2 separate regions of the Sus scrofa genome follow, and region 2 is linked to region 1. A link is a contact called in public Hi-C data. All regions are on one chromosome and are shown on one strand. The core of a region is the stretch at or near the end of the contact, and the rest is flanking DNA. Distances in the headings are between cores, read along the strand shown. Region 1 overlaps NUAK1 (NUAK family SNF1-like kinase 1). Region 2 overlaps LOC106507478 (a long non-coding RNA gene).

Region 1 (7,373 bases), core at 1,525-4,024:
CACATCCAGAAGCTGGCAATCCCCAGACTGCTTTCTGCATGATAGATGAGCCTAGGCTGTTAGCAAAATCATCTGGTTGAAAACGCTGCATTAAGCAGATGGGAAAACTGAGGTTGGGTGAAGGGAAGACCTCCTTGGCCTTGAGTCCTCCCCCTGCTGAGCACACTGCTCACAGATGGTGTAAGAACTTCAGTGAGAAACAGAAATTGTCAGGTGGAAAATTCTCTGCGCCTGACTGAACAGAAAAATAAAACAAACACCCAAAAAATTGGTCAGCAAGTTGTTCTTGCCTGCACAGTGCTTGGTGACTCAGAATCTGTCCAGAAACTTCCACTTCCTCATCTGTAAAATGGGCTCATATAGTACCAACTTCATGGACTGGCAGTGAGAACTGAATAAAATAACCTGCAGAAAGCCTCAGGAAGGGAAGTGAGTAAATTTAGTTTCCTCTTGGAGCTGATGCTTTTTCCTCATCTCACCTGGACTTTGATTTTTTTTTTTATTTTTTTTTTTGTCTTTTTGCTATTTCTTGGGCCACTCCTGCAGCATATGGAGATTCCCAGGCTAGGGGTCTAATCGGAGCTGTAGCCACCGGCCTACACCAGAGCCACAGCAACGCGGGATCCGAGCCGCGTCTGCAACCTACACCACAGCTCAGGGCAACGCCGGATCGTTAACCCACTGAGCAAGGGCAGGGACCGAACCCGCAACCTCATGGTTCCTGGTCGGATTCGTTAACCACTGCGCCACGACGGGAACTCCTGGACTTTGATTTAGATGTTAAGACCGTCAGAGAGGCCTGATGCAGTGGGCAGTTAACTAAGAGAGAGGGAGGGGAGATAACGTTTCAGGTTAATTAGGGAAGGGTACCCAGAGGAAGCCAAAACAGCCAGATGCCGAGAGGATCTTGACACATTTCTAAGGCCTTGAGTTTGGGCTTTGCTTATTGCACCTTTGTTTTGATGCCGTTTGGGGCGGGGCTGTGGAGCGAGCTCCTGTGTTATGACATGGCATTTTCTTTGAGCCAAACTCCCTGGATCCTCCAGCTGCATACGGCATTGCCAGAAAAACTCCAAGAGCAAAAACAAACAACATTTTGAGGAGAAATACCATACAGTCCCCTCACTGTCCAGGGCCAAGTTCAGCTTTCCCTCTATACCAGGTTATCTCCTGGGAGCAGTGCATGGTGTGGTGTGATCAGGAAGCAGGGCTCTGGGAGGGGTCGGGCATGGGAGCGGAAGGGCTGGTGGGCAAAACGTGCCCCCAGTTTGCCATGGTGCCCCCTACACGGGTCATGGGATGTCCTCGCCCAGCAGAGGAAGTCATTTTAAACACCCATCACAAATGGGTGTTTTAAGCACTGGCCCCAAGTTATTCATATCCTTGTGCTGGAAAACCACAGGGCAGGTGCAAATTCATAAGCTGCTGAGCCAAGGGCATGTGGCTGTCATAGGCATGGTGGCTGAGATGCCACATTGCAGTTAAGGCCCAAAGCCAGTTTCAGGGAGTAAGGGACCTTGGTAGATATGTGGTTCAAACTTCTCATCCCGGAGGTGGGAAAAATGAGGCACAGAAGTGTTAAGTGACTTCTCTGAGGTTGCACAGCTGGTAAGTCTAAACAACCTGATTTTTGGTTTGGTGTTTTTCCATCACTCATTTCATAAATCTTTATGAGAGCAAGACATGAGCCTCACTCTTAAAGAGTTTATAACCTAGTAGCAAAGAAAAAATGTACTTACAAATATTGAACTAATTCTGCTCAGTTCAACTGAGATTTATTACCAACTGCCATATGCTTCTCACCATGTTAAGATCTGGGACAGACACATGAACAAGACCCAAGCCACGTACAGTCTGACAGAAGAGCCAATATGAGCAGTTGCTAGGCTCGGTACCTCTTCTGTGCAGGAATCAGTTACTTCCAGAGATTCTCAAGTTGGAGCGTAGCTCATGGAAGATCAGTTCATCAAATTGATCCTGCACAGGAAAACCCCCTCCCTGTATGGCTGCTGCTGCTGTTAGTACTACCAGCTGATGCTTTGGAGAGCTTGGGGCGTGTCGTCCTGCGCTGAGTACTTTACCGAGGTTTCCTCTCATGTCATTGACACCCCAAGCCTAAGAGGTGTGCACGCTCATGAGACCCGTTTAACAGATGGGGAAAAGCAATGCTTGGGGAGGTTAAGCGACTTGCCTGGGGTCCAACAGCCAGATGGTGTCAAACAGATCTGTGTCTTTGGAGACCCACTGCTGCTAGAGAGATGGAGAACCTTCTTTGTGATACACAGTGGGAGACCTCTGGGTTTGGGTGTGGTATTTCGCTCATGCGCCAGGCCAGCCACAGGGCGACTCTTCTCCTGGGGTGGGGGTGGGGGGCTTCTTGTTGTTCGGGAAGGAGATGGAAGGAGGGCAAGGGCTGTTAAAAATGAGTCTCGCTTTGGGTTTCTGAGGACTGAACTCTGGAGGCTTTCAGGTAGCGAGCGAATGGCCAGATCTCTTAGAATGGGTTATGCTGGGATGCGGTGGGAGGCAAGGCTGGAAGTTGGGATGGAGGTAAAAGTCATAGCATTGAATGGTAATAAATAACAGCAGCTAATTCTTCTTGAGTGCTTCTAACGTGCTAGGTCCATTTAACTAATTTAACGCTCATAACAAGCCTGTGACCATCTCATCTCTTCCATGTGAAGAGACTGAGTACAGAGCGCGTCACTAACCTGCCACGGCCACACGCAGCAGCAGAGGCAGCTTTTAGGCAGTGTGAGTGCAGAGATCTTGACCCAACCCCTCCCCCTAGTTGGGCTGAGCCCGGCTCGGCTCCCAGTGGGGCTCCGAGCCCATGGTCTGGTATGGTGTGCAGGCTTGGAGCAGGAAGGCCAGCCTGGTGGTTTTCACAAGAGTTGAGCCGTGAGGAGATAAGGGTCAGAAAGAAGGCTGTCAGGGGAGAGGCGTCTGCTTGTTGGGCCATGAGTCTGTTTTAGTGGAGCAGGTTGGGGAGCGTTCCACCTGGACACACACTGAGTTCTTTGTTCCGTCAGCACCCTCAGGTTCTGGAATCCATGGGGCCCTGGAGAGAGGTCAGCTGGTTCACTTCCCTCCCTGCAGACAGAAATGCACCCACTCTACTCCAGGACTGATCTCACTTCCTCTTGGGAAGCCGTAGTAGATGAGGATTGAGTCAAGGTGTCTTGTCTGCAAGGAAGCCCCATATAACCTTCGTGAACCTACTATCTATACCTAGCAGAGGGCTGGGCACATAGTAGGTCCTGAGCACAGCCTTGTAGGATGGCACAGAAGGGAATACGTTGAGCGAGGGATGGTTTTAGGAGGTGTGGAGGCCCTAGGTCACCACCCCCGACCCCAAGGAGCTTCCTGATTTGTGGGCAAGAGAAGACAATGGCTGGAAATGAATGGCGGGTTACGTAGCCGTAGCCGAGTCTGCAAAGCCAGGCAGACCCTTCCCTGCATGAATTCCCTTTTTGTTACATTTGCTCTTGTGCTCCTTACGGGGAGAGAGAGCCTTCCTGGCCGGGGCTTCCTGTCCTCAGTGGCTCCGGAGTCAGACAGCCTAAGTCTCATCTGTCTTTCCCACATGAAAGTCCTGGAGCATCTGTAAGTTATGATTTGTGAAGTATCTGCTTTAAAGCAGAATGCGTTTATCATCCCGCTGGCCCAGACGGCAGAGTGCAGCGCAGGCTTGAGAGGATCCCAGGCCCCGGCAGAGGAGGGGCTGGGCCAGATGACCCACCCGTGAGCAGAGTCTGGCCGTATTGATAAAATTCTCTGGAAACGGTCCAGAAGCCGCCAGATGTTGACTTCGAGGCTCTTCGGTAGACTTTTAACGGCATGTTCAACCAGGGCTGGGCCGTTGCCCCTCCCCCGCCTCCCCAGGAGGAACGCAGACGTGTGTCCACCCGGAAAACCTGCACGCAAATGTCCACAGCCGCGTTCTTCATACGAGCCCCACAGCAGAAGCACCCTAGAGACCCGTCAGTGGGTGAATGGAGAAGCGAAGCGTGGTCCATTCACTTGATTTATGGGATAGCGTTTGTGACCCACTCCATCATTTTGATGATGGGATATTTACGGACTGTGGTTCAGGAATAAGAAGGAATGCAGGACTGATAGATGCTCCAACGTGGATGAACGTGCTTGGTGAAGGAAGCCGAAAGATCAGATGTTGGGTGATAGCACGTCTCTGAAGTATCCCATATAGGCAAATACACAGAGACAGAAAATGAACGAGAGGGCACGTGCCTCGGGCTGGGGTGGGTTGGAAGGAAAAGTGGCTTCTTGTGGGTCGGGTTTTCCTCGTGGAGTGCTGAGAATGGTCTAAAATTGATTGTGATAATGTTACACAATTTGAATATGCTAACCCCTCCCCTCGCCAAATAATGCATTTGAAATGAGTGAAATATATGATACCTGAGTTTTATCTCGTTATAGCTATAGAAACCACCTGAGACTTGGGGGGTGGTTGGGAAGTGGAGAGGGGGGTAGAAACCCGTGCCTATCAGGCCCCCCTGATTCCAGCCTGAGGGGCCACAGATCTCTATTTTGTGGAAGTGGAAAGCATTGTCCTATGTGCCACCTTCAAGAGAGAGCGCCCTGGAACCAGGCTGCTGGGGCCCTCGTGCCACCTCACCCCGTGACAGCTATGTGATCTCGGGCTAGTCACTAATCTCCTCTGAATCTTTGTGTCCTCCTCTGGGGCTCCTAGGAGTTCTTGCTTTATGGGTCGTCGAGAGGATTCAGTATGGCAATGAGATGTAGTCAAGCCTTTAGCCCTGGGCCTGGCACATAGTAGGTACACATTACTGCAGCGAGAGCCATCACTAGTCTAGGTGCATTTGTGCAAATTAGAAAGCGGCCTCCCTCTAGGTGGATGGATTTGAAAAGCCTGGTCTCCTGGCCCGGAGCATCCCCAAGCCCTGTGGCTCCAGGAGAACAGCGAGACCAAGGGCTGTGCTTTGCTTGTCCAGCACCTGGGCACCTGTGTGCCTGCCCCCTGCTCTGCCCGCGCGCCTGAAGAATCCCCATACTGAAGACACAACCTCCACTGGGATGGGCAACCCCTTTTCCCTCCATCTGACAAGAGACCAGATGGCTTTAATAAGAGCTTCCTCAAGTGCCCAGGACAGTGGGACGTTTCAGAGCAGAATATGACACATCTTACTGTTGAGGTACTAAGAACTTAGTTGGGGTATGTAGCGAATACATCTGGAATAACCTGAGAACGATGCAAGGGAGTAGGTAAATGAGGAACAGAGGAAGAAGCCCCGGCTGTAGAATCAGACAGGCTTGGGTTCCTGTGTCCCCCTGTGGCTCGGGATCCTGGGCTGAGCTTCTGTTTTTTCATCTAGACAGTGCAGCTGCCAGTATCTTACCAAGCGCGATGACCATGAGAACTAGGCTTTCTAACACCCGAGTCGGTGCAGAGCAGACTTTTGAAAACCGGAGCTGGTGTTATCATTTTGGTGAGAAGTACCAGCATTGAGGACCTGGTGGCCTTCTTATCCCAGGTCACCATTCTCCCTGCTTAAAACTCTCCCCTGGGTTGCAGTAGGGGCTAAATTCTGAATTTGCTACATCCTTCAAGTCCTGCCTGACAGTCCAAACTCCCACATCCTTACTGGCCTGTGTTGCCTTCAAAGCATGTGGATTTGATGATTTGTCTGTGCACCCCTTTCTCCTTCCTCCCCTGCTGCATCCTGGCCTGTAGCCTGGTGCCGGCGTATAGTAGGTGCTCAGTAAGAATTTATGAATGAATGAATGAGTGAATGAACAGCTGCGTGCACACTACCCCAGCACAGCACACTGCCTGCACTTCTCCAGCACTGTCCTGAGAAGGGAGAGTTCTGTGGAGGCAGGAGGCAGCAGGGAGGGCTCCTGAAGCCCCAGCCTCCTCCTTTTCTGGGTCTCCCCCCTCCTTACCACGACACGGACAGCTGTGGGGAGTCCAGCCCAGCCAGGTGCCTCTCCATTGCCGCTCTGCACTGAGGTTGGAGGGACGATGAGGGCAGCCGTTTCCCACCCTCGATGGTGGCTCCCCGCAGTTCCTTGGCGTTCTGTGGCCTCCTTGGGTCACTCCCACACTTCTGGGGGACGCCAGACACCCCCCCACCACCACCACCACCACTGAGAGTCCCAGGTGATCAGCTCCGCAGAGTAGGCAAGCTTTAGATGCAAAATGCATTTGCAAGATTTTCACATTTTTCTCCCTGGGTTGTAAATCAAGTACCTAAAGAATTGTAAACCGGCTGGAGTGTGGCGTTCATGTGTGTCTGGAAAAAAAACGCCACTTTGCTCACTTTCATTGGCGGTATTGCGAGGCAGCCCGAGGTTTCCAGTAGGAGGGTGCTAAGAGGCCACTGTGGTAGGTGCCCTCCTTCCCTGGAAGAGGAGGGTGGGGGAGGGCCACATCCAGGTGACTGAGGGTGCAGCTTACATCTCTGTGGCCAGTTTTAGAAAAGGGAGCTGCTTCTGCGTCTTAGTGTTTCCTAATGGTCTCTTCCCTCCCGCTTCTGTCAAGCTCCTTGTGTGACATGTGGCGGGAAAGCCACAAAGGCAGCCGACAGGTGCAAGTTAGAATCCTTGGAGACCCCATTGTAGCTCAGTGGTAATGAACCCTACTAGTATCCATGGGTATGCGGGTTCCATCTCTGACTTCGCTCAGTGGATTAAGGATCCGGGTGGCCGTGAGATGCAGTGTAGGTCTCAGACAAGGCTCAGATCCCGCTTGGCTGTGACTGAGGTGTAGGCTGGCAGCTGCAGCTTGCATTCGACCCCTAGCCTGGGAACTTCCATATGCCACGGGTGTGGCTCTAAAAAAAAAAAAAAAAAAGAAAGAAAGAATCCTTGCTTCCTTGCTGGCTGTTGTCACTTCACCACGAATTGGGCTCAGTTCATGTGTGATTCACCCCGGCTGCCAGGAGAGCCTGCATTCTCGTTTGGCTCAAGCCAGGCACTGCCTTTTAAGCAGGACTGTGAGGTGGGTTCTGGTCTAGGCTCTGTGTGAGTTAGGTTCTTTGAGAGCTTTCTTTCAGTTTTCTCATCTGCAAAGTGGGATAATAATAAAACCTGCTTCCTAGGTTGTCAGGGACAGCGCTGAGAGCAGTGCCTGACCCGTCGCCAGTTTTCAATAAACATAAGCTGTTATTATTTGGGATTCAGAGGAAGGCAGGCTCCTACTCTGCTGGTGGGATGGTCACTCATTCCTTAGGCACCTTGAGTTTAGGGGGCTTTGCCTTTGGTCTCAGTGAGGCTGGAGGCCTGCGGCTGCCTCTGCTCTCCGTCGCGCATTTGGGGGGAGTCCCTGTGGCTTTAGCAATGATGGGGGGCATTCAGCATCCAAGGAGCCCCTTCATGCTGGGGGCAGG
Region 2 (7,373 bases), core at 2,569-5,068, 260 kb after region 1:
GGCCACAGGCTGGAGGGAGTGTGGCCTGAGCACTAGCAGGCGGGACCACGGTGGTGGTTTAATTTCCCTCCCTCCACGGAGGACACGGACACTGAGTCTCAACATACCAACGGGACACGCTGGCCAGGACTGCCGTCCCCAGAAATGCTGCAGATGTCCTGGCTCCTAGGAACCCTCAAGATCTTTCAAAGGAGACCCCCTCCAGCTAGTGAGGAAGCCGGGGTAAGGAGCTGGCCTATTTAAGAGGCCTCAGGGGTCTGCTGGTTTGACATCTCCTTTGGTGAAAACATTCTGTAACTTTCTTTCTGAAACTCTTTCTTCCAAGTCTATCAGAGGAACTGACAACACAGAAGGAGTGAAGGACTGGAAAAAATAAAAGGCCAATCTGTGCTTTCTTGATAGTGGTCTTAGGATTCTTGCATTCCAGTTCGAACGTCTCCAATGTTTTCAAGCAATGGATGCTTTAGATGTGCTTGTGATTAAAATGTGATGTACCTTAAAAGCCATTCCAGCCTCTTGTGATGTGGTCATAAAAATTATTTCAGCATTAAATACCTCATTCCCATCGTGTCAGCTTTGAGACCACAGTGAGATGAATCACTGGAGAAATGAAACGCTGAGCAAAATGTTTTTCTTTCTGATTGCGGGGCTTATTCGATTAAAGGATAAAAGTAAATTGATCAAATATGTGGACGTTTGGCGTTTTATTTTGATCGCTGCTGAGCACACTTTGAAAGGCAGCGATCTGACTCGGTTTTCTCCGCTGTGGTTCCCTGTGGAAGAGGAAGCACTGATGAGAAAGGCCTGCTGGCCCGGCCGGGAGGGTGAGGAAGGGGCCAGGCTCCATCCTCCTGCTCAGGTTCCCTGGAGCGCCCATGGTGGCAGCAGGAAAGCCCCCTTCTAGGCGAGCACCCACCCAGCTGCTCATGACAAGCTGACTTTGGGCCATTCACGGAAGTCATACAAAAACTCGCAGCTCTGCAGACACAACGTACACAGCCATGTCCATGAGCAGCCTCCCTTCGACTTGAGGTCCTCATGGCCTGTCTCTCTGCCTCCTTCACTCCCCCGTTACCCAGGCGGTAGAGGTTTTAGGAAAAAGAGAACAGGCTGAGAAAAAGCTGAAGGATGCCAGGCAGAAAAGGGGCTGTTGGTCTTCATTTCAGCTGCATTCTTCACTGCCAGCTGGCCTCCAGGGGTTCCTGTGGCTGGGGGAGTAGCCAGCTGACCCCCGGCTCTGAGATCCCCAAGATCCATTAAACGTCACTGCTTTCAAATATCATTAACAACAACAACAATAATAAATACTAAAATTGGTTAATGCAAATCAAAACCACAAAGAGGTATCACCTCACACTGGCCATCATCACAAAGTCTGCAAACAACAAACGTTGGGTAGGTGGGAATGTAACTGGTACAGGTGCAGCCACTATGGCGAAGAAGAGTATGGAGGTTCCTTAAAGAACTAAAAATAGAGCTACCATATGATCCAGCAATTCCTCCTGGGCACATATCATGAAAAAAATGAAAACTCTAATTTGAAAAGATACATGCATCCGAATGTTTATAACAGCGCTATTTATAAATGCCAAGACAGGGAAACAACCCCAGTGGCTATTAACAGATAATGGGTGTAAGAAGACAGGCTATACACACAACAGAATATTAGTCAGCTATGAAAAATAATGGAATATGGCCATTTGCAGCAACATGGATGGACCTAAAGATGATCAAACTGACCTTGAGTGAAGTATGTAAGACAGAGAAAGACAAATATTATATCACTTATAGGTGGAATCTAAAAAAATAATACAAATAAATCTATATTTAAGATAGACTCACCAACATAGAAAACCAATTACGATCGCTGAAGGGAAAAGTAGGGGAGGGATAAATGAGGAGTAAGAGATTAACAAATACAAACTACTATATGCAAAATAAACAACAAGGATTTACTATATAGTACAGAGAACACATTTACTGTCTTGTAATAACCTATAATGGAAAATAACCTGAAAAATGTATAACTGAATCACTTTGCTGTATACCTGAAACTAAGACAAGAGTGTAAATCAACTATATTTCCATTTTTAAAAAAAATTCAGATCACACAGAGGTGCATAATGCGGAAAACTAAGTGTTCATTCTCCCCTCCACCAATCCGGAACATTCTCCACCTTCCACCTTCCAGAACATTCCAGCCTGGATGGCCTCGCCAGGTTCTGTCTCTTCCCAACCTCTACTGAACTGCGATCCCACCAAGAGGCTCGGTTTCTGTAAGGAGCCAAGCTACCTTGTGGGACACCACAGAGGGTCAGGCAGATCCCCTCCCGGGGGAGCCAAAGCCAAAGGAGCCTGTGGAGAGTTCCTCTCACAGCCCCAGCCAGGGGAATCCTGCAGCAGTCAGGCCAGGTGGGGCTCCTAGAGGAGCAGGCCTCCCCAGCGCCCTGCCCCAGCATAGACTGTTCTAAGGGCCAGCTGACGTCTGAGGCTGCGTGAGGGAGCAGGGAGAACCTCAGAAAAATCAACTTAATCCTACCTCCTCTACTAGGCTGTTACCCCACTGTTACCCGCTCCCACACACACACACACACACACACACACACACACACACACACAGACACACTTTGGAATTCATTTCTCTCTCCCTCTTCTGTGCTAGGAGGAGACCTCATGGTAAAGAGCCCTGACCTTGGAGTCGGTGTCCTTGTCTTTGATCTGGCTCTGCCACTTGCAACTGTGTTCTCTTGGTTATATTTCTCACTCTCTGGGCCCCAGTCTGCTCCTCTATGAAGTGGGATTTATGATGCTGACATCTCAAGGGAGACCTGGGATGAGGACGTGTGAAGCCGGCAGCGCCCAGGCAGAGCAGAGTGTCGGGAAGGACCGCAATCCTGGGGCGGGTGAAAGAGGGGCGACTGATGCAGCTTGAAGGGATGCGGGGAGGGCTTGGCGTGGTCAGCTCGTGAATCCCTGGACCCGGGAATTTCTTCTCCTCTCCTTCGCACAGGTACCTGGCAGAAGACCCTGCCTGGAGCAGGCCCTTCTGAAACATTCTCTGACTTATACTTTGGATAGAACTAAGCAATGAAAGGGTCTGGAGCTGGCCACGTGCTCTGATAAGGTAAGAGACGAGGGAGAATTAGGAAAATACTGCTAAAGCATCTGAAAATATCTATTAGCAGAGCTGATAAACCTAAGCCAAAGACATTCCTGGCCAGCATGAACACAACCTGCAGGGGGGCGCGGACTTTTTTGAGGACTCGTTTTTTTGCAAAGGGTTTACAAACAAAAGAAGGAGTGGGTGGATGTGGTGGGGCCATGGGGAGAAATGCCAGGCTAATGACTGAAGAGGCCAAACCATTTACAAAAATAGCACTGTTGCTTGCATAATCTGCCTCTGAAAATGCATCAGCGAGCACGAGGCTGCTCTGACAGCCAGAGGTACACAGGAAGCTGCTCCTCTCATTAAGTGACCCAGTTCTACCCAGGCCAACTCGAGCAAAGATGCTTGTGGCCTGCCTCCCAGTCAACATGGAGCGGCCGCCCAAAGTGAATGAAAACTCCCCCAGTCGCCCCATCTCAAGGATGCGGTGGGCCCAGAGCCAGAACGTATTATTAGAGTAGAATTTTTTCAGGCTCTAAATTTAAACAGCTGGAGTTCTTTTTAAAGTACCATCCTCTTCAAACTTTGGAAGTGAAGAATTCGCCATTTAACGGGATTTGATGATGGGCAGAACACAATGTCCTTGGCTTGCCTGCTTTTGTACAGTACGCCACCCACCCCAGCGGGGCCATCTGTGGTGCATGTCAGCCGAGGGCTGCGGGCCGCGTGCTTAGAGGGCAAGGATGTCCATAGATGTCACCTCTTTGAGAGGTGACACGACGAACACGCTTCTAACACTTAGCAGGCGGAGGGAGAAGAAAGTGCCAAGACTCGGGGTGAGGGGGAGGAAAATTTAGAATGAACTAGGATGTAAGAGAACTAGTATTTGCAATGAGAAAATACCTGGGGGAAGGTTTAACACACACGCACGCGCACGCACGCACACACACACACACACACACACACACACACACACACACACATACACACACCCTTCCTCTCTCTGCATGAGAACAGACTCTTGCTGACAGAAGTTTTAGCCAAGAACTCAAGCCACATAAACACTGCCACGCTTCATTTCACTTTAATATGAAAATCCTTCTTTCTTCTTCATCTTTTTGATAAACAACTAGAGATTGGTGGAGTCCAAAGTGGAAATTAAAATGATGAAAGACAAACTAATAGTAGATAGTATAATCCTATTTTAGGCATATGAAATATAACCCCATGCACATTTCAAAAATCTAGAAGGATTTATATCAAAGTGTTAACAACAAGTACCTCTACATGGAATCATTAGGACGGATTTAAAGGCATCTTCTTTTTTTCTTATTTTTATTAAAATATTTTCGTATGTGAACATGAACTGCTCTTGTAATTGGAAAACACTTTTTTAATTTACAGCCTTGACAAGCCGATATATGACACTGACGGAACTATCTATTCCTTCAAAACGCGTAAAAGGCAGAGCTGATTGATGCGCAAGGTGGAGGTGGGGGCAATGCCGTCGATAACTGGGGGAAAGGAGAACTTTTCTGGGAAGGCTTCCTTTTAAGTGTCCATGTGCTGATCTAATGTCTGACAATGTCCCACATTCAGTAGCTCTTCCCACGTGACATTTTTCTGATGTATAAACTGAGTGTGACATAGCCTCACACTATGTGAAGGATCTTTCACAAAAAATCGATCCTGTATTACTCATTCTTTTTACCAAGTGATCAAAGCCATAGCATCAATGGTGGGTCATAAACTGTGCTTCACATACAATACATGTTGCATGAATGAATGAATGAATGAATGAAAAAAACCAAGACAATAAAAAAGCAGAAGCCTTGCCCTGGAGGAAGTCACAACTTAGTTGGAGACATAGAAGCAACAGTATGAAACCACCGAAGGATAGAAAGGAAAAGGGACTTGTGGAAGGACAGCGGGACAGGAGGTTAATATTCATCACATGTCCTCTGAGTGCACACTGGACTAAATGCTTCCCACGTGGTCCCTCATTTAGTCCCTCAACTACTCCCTTTCTCTATTGAGAAGCCAGGGTTCAGAGAGGATAAATTAGTTCCTAGAGATGCCCCAGCTGGTAGGAGACTAAACCAGGAAAGGAACTGAGGGTCCCTGGACTCCAAATCAGGGCTGGAGCTGCCCTACCACAACCCCCATCCCGTGCACGGTCTGGAGAAGTGAAGAGCCTGATGCGAAGGTGTGTGGCATCCCACCAGCCCTTGAAAGGAGAGAACATGAGGGCTGGACCCAGCAGGAGATGCTCCTGCGGGGATGCTGCAGCCCGGCCCTTTGAATGGATCCCCCTTGCCTCCGTCCCCCAAACACAGAAGGGTCTTCTCCATCCTCATCCCAAATTATTCACTCATTTCATGCCTCACCTGCCAGCCTACTCCGGTCCCCTTCTGCCCCTGATCCTGTGACAGCACCTCCCTCTGGTGGCCCCAGAAATCCCCTTGTCCCAGTCTCCCGGCTCCATCTCCCAGGCATCCTCCTTAGGCTGCGTCCTGCATCACGATTTAGCCGCTCGCTCCTGTTGTGCTTCCTCGCAGGGTTAAATGAGATCACTTAAACTAGCACTGAGCACAATGCCTGCATGTGATAAACTTCCAGTAAACGCCGGAGCTTGTGACTGTGGAACCGAGTACGATCAGTGGTTGGAGATACGAACCCTGGAACCCCCCCACTCGGACTTGGGTTCAGTGTTTCCGCTATCATTCGACGAGCCGCTCTCCCCTTTCTCTGACTAACCTTTAACCTTGGGCAACTCACCACACCTCTCTGAGTCTCAGTTTCCTTTTCTGGAAAATAGGGACAAGGATAACCCTTGGCTGGAAAACAAAATGAGCAAAAAAAAAAACGTGAAGGGCTCAGCACCACACCAGTCACATAGTTAAGGACCAATAAACAGTATCATGGTGATTAATCCATGACATTAGTGCTGGCATAGTTGCCACGGATACAGAAATGTGCCAGGAAAACTGCAGGTCCGGGGTCCTGCAACTCAGCAGAGACCCTTGGGAGTAATACTTTCAGCAGGCTTCCCTGGCAGGACAAACAGAAGCTAGACTTTTAGAATTCAAGATTCAGAGCATCGAATGACTTCAGCACTCTGGAACACAGAGCAGGAGGAAGGGAAAAACAGCAAGAGTGGGCTTGGAGAATGCAGGATGCAGTTGGAGGGCAAGGTGTCAAATAGTCAGACCTTGAAGGATTTTCTGGCTGGGGTCTTGTAGAAGGAAACAATGTTGCATTTCATTCATTCAGTCAGTCAGTCATTCAATAAACATATATTGCCAGTTGTTTGGAATCTAAAGATAAATAAGACCGTTCTTGTAGCTTCCAATCTAACTGAGGACGTATTTTCCTAATGAGATCAACTAATACAATACAAAATGAGCTACATTTTGCTCATAGATAAATGGGCATCACATATTGACAGGCTATGGCATACGTTTAAAATGTTTTGATATAAAAAATTTGATAAGGAGAGGAGTTCCTGTCGTGGCGCAGTGGTTAACGAATCCGACTAGGAACCATGAGGTTGCGGGTTCGATCCCTGCCCTTGCTCAGTGGGTTAACGATCTGGCATTGCCGTGAGCTGTGGTGTAGGTTGCAGACACGGCTCGGATCCCGAGTTGCTGTGGCTCTGGCATAGGCTGGCAGCTACAGCTCCGATTAGACCCCTAGCCTGGGAAACTCCATATGCCGCGGGAGCAGCCCAAGAAATAGCAAAAAGACAAAACAAAACAAAACAAAAAAACAAAAAAAAATTTGATAAGGAGGGTCCCAGGAACATATTTAGGCTGTTTGTAATGCTTTGTCTCACATGGTCTTGTCCACAGAAGCATCAACAGTTTCCAGCTAATTGCAGAATAAACCAAAGCTTAAGGAGATCTCATCAACAAGGCCCCCGGTTTGCTGACTCTCCTGCCCGCCTCTTACTGCTTGCGGACACTCTGTGTCCATCCATGACTTCATCTCTCCTCGTGACTGACTGACCCAGAAAACTCTCCCCCATCCTTTTGGTCCTCAGGAAATATTTACAGATCATTCGATGGTGGCTCCTGGAAGAGATAACAAATAGCTGGAAAACTCACCAGCAGGATTAGGAGAGCTGAGTCACCCGTTTTTTCTACTCCTTGCATGCTTTTGAAAATAACATTTCCCCATTCTTTCTGTTTAGCCAGCGTGGTCACCATCACGTCCCTGGTGATGGTCCCAGCCTTCAGAAGGTACATGCCCTGAGCTCAGGAGAAGG

The links. A called contact is a pair of places that touch in the nucleus more often than the background predicts.
Region 2: a contact with region 1 is called in a Hi-C map of fetal liver, with 1.8 times the contacts expected there. The contact joins two enhancer-like sites. A contact is called at or near these places in 8 of 47 Hi-C or Micro-C datasets (embryonic fibroblasts, epiblast stem cells, fetal heart ventricle and 4 more) and 1 of 2 datasets of contacts at active chromatin or transcription factors (skeletal muscle).

What each region holds. Positions count from the first base shown.
Region 1 is chr5:14,104,552-14,111,924 of Sscrofa11.1, forward strand. The region is part of intron 3 of NUAK1 (NUAK family SNF1-like kinase 1); the gene reads left to right. Among named protein-coding and RNA genes, the nearest start is that of NUAK1, 19 kb to the left of the region's middle. Within about 2 kb of position 2,775, at least 10 of the 83 cell types and tissues checked have an H3K27ac peak or open chromatin away from gene starts, as enhancers often do. A contact at or near this core is called in fetal liver, where this site is marked.
Region 2 is chr5:14,367,938-14,375,310 of Sscrofa11.1, forward strand. The region is part of intron 2 of LOC106507478 (a long non-coding RNA gene); the gene reads right to left. Among named protein-coding and RNA genes, the nearest start is that of NUAK1, 280 kb to the left of the region's middle. Within about 2 kb of position 3,819, at least 18 of the 83 cell types and tissues checked have an H3K27ac peak or open chromatin away from gene starts, as enhancers often do. A contact at or near this core is called in fetal liver, where this site is marked.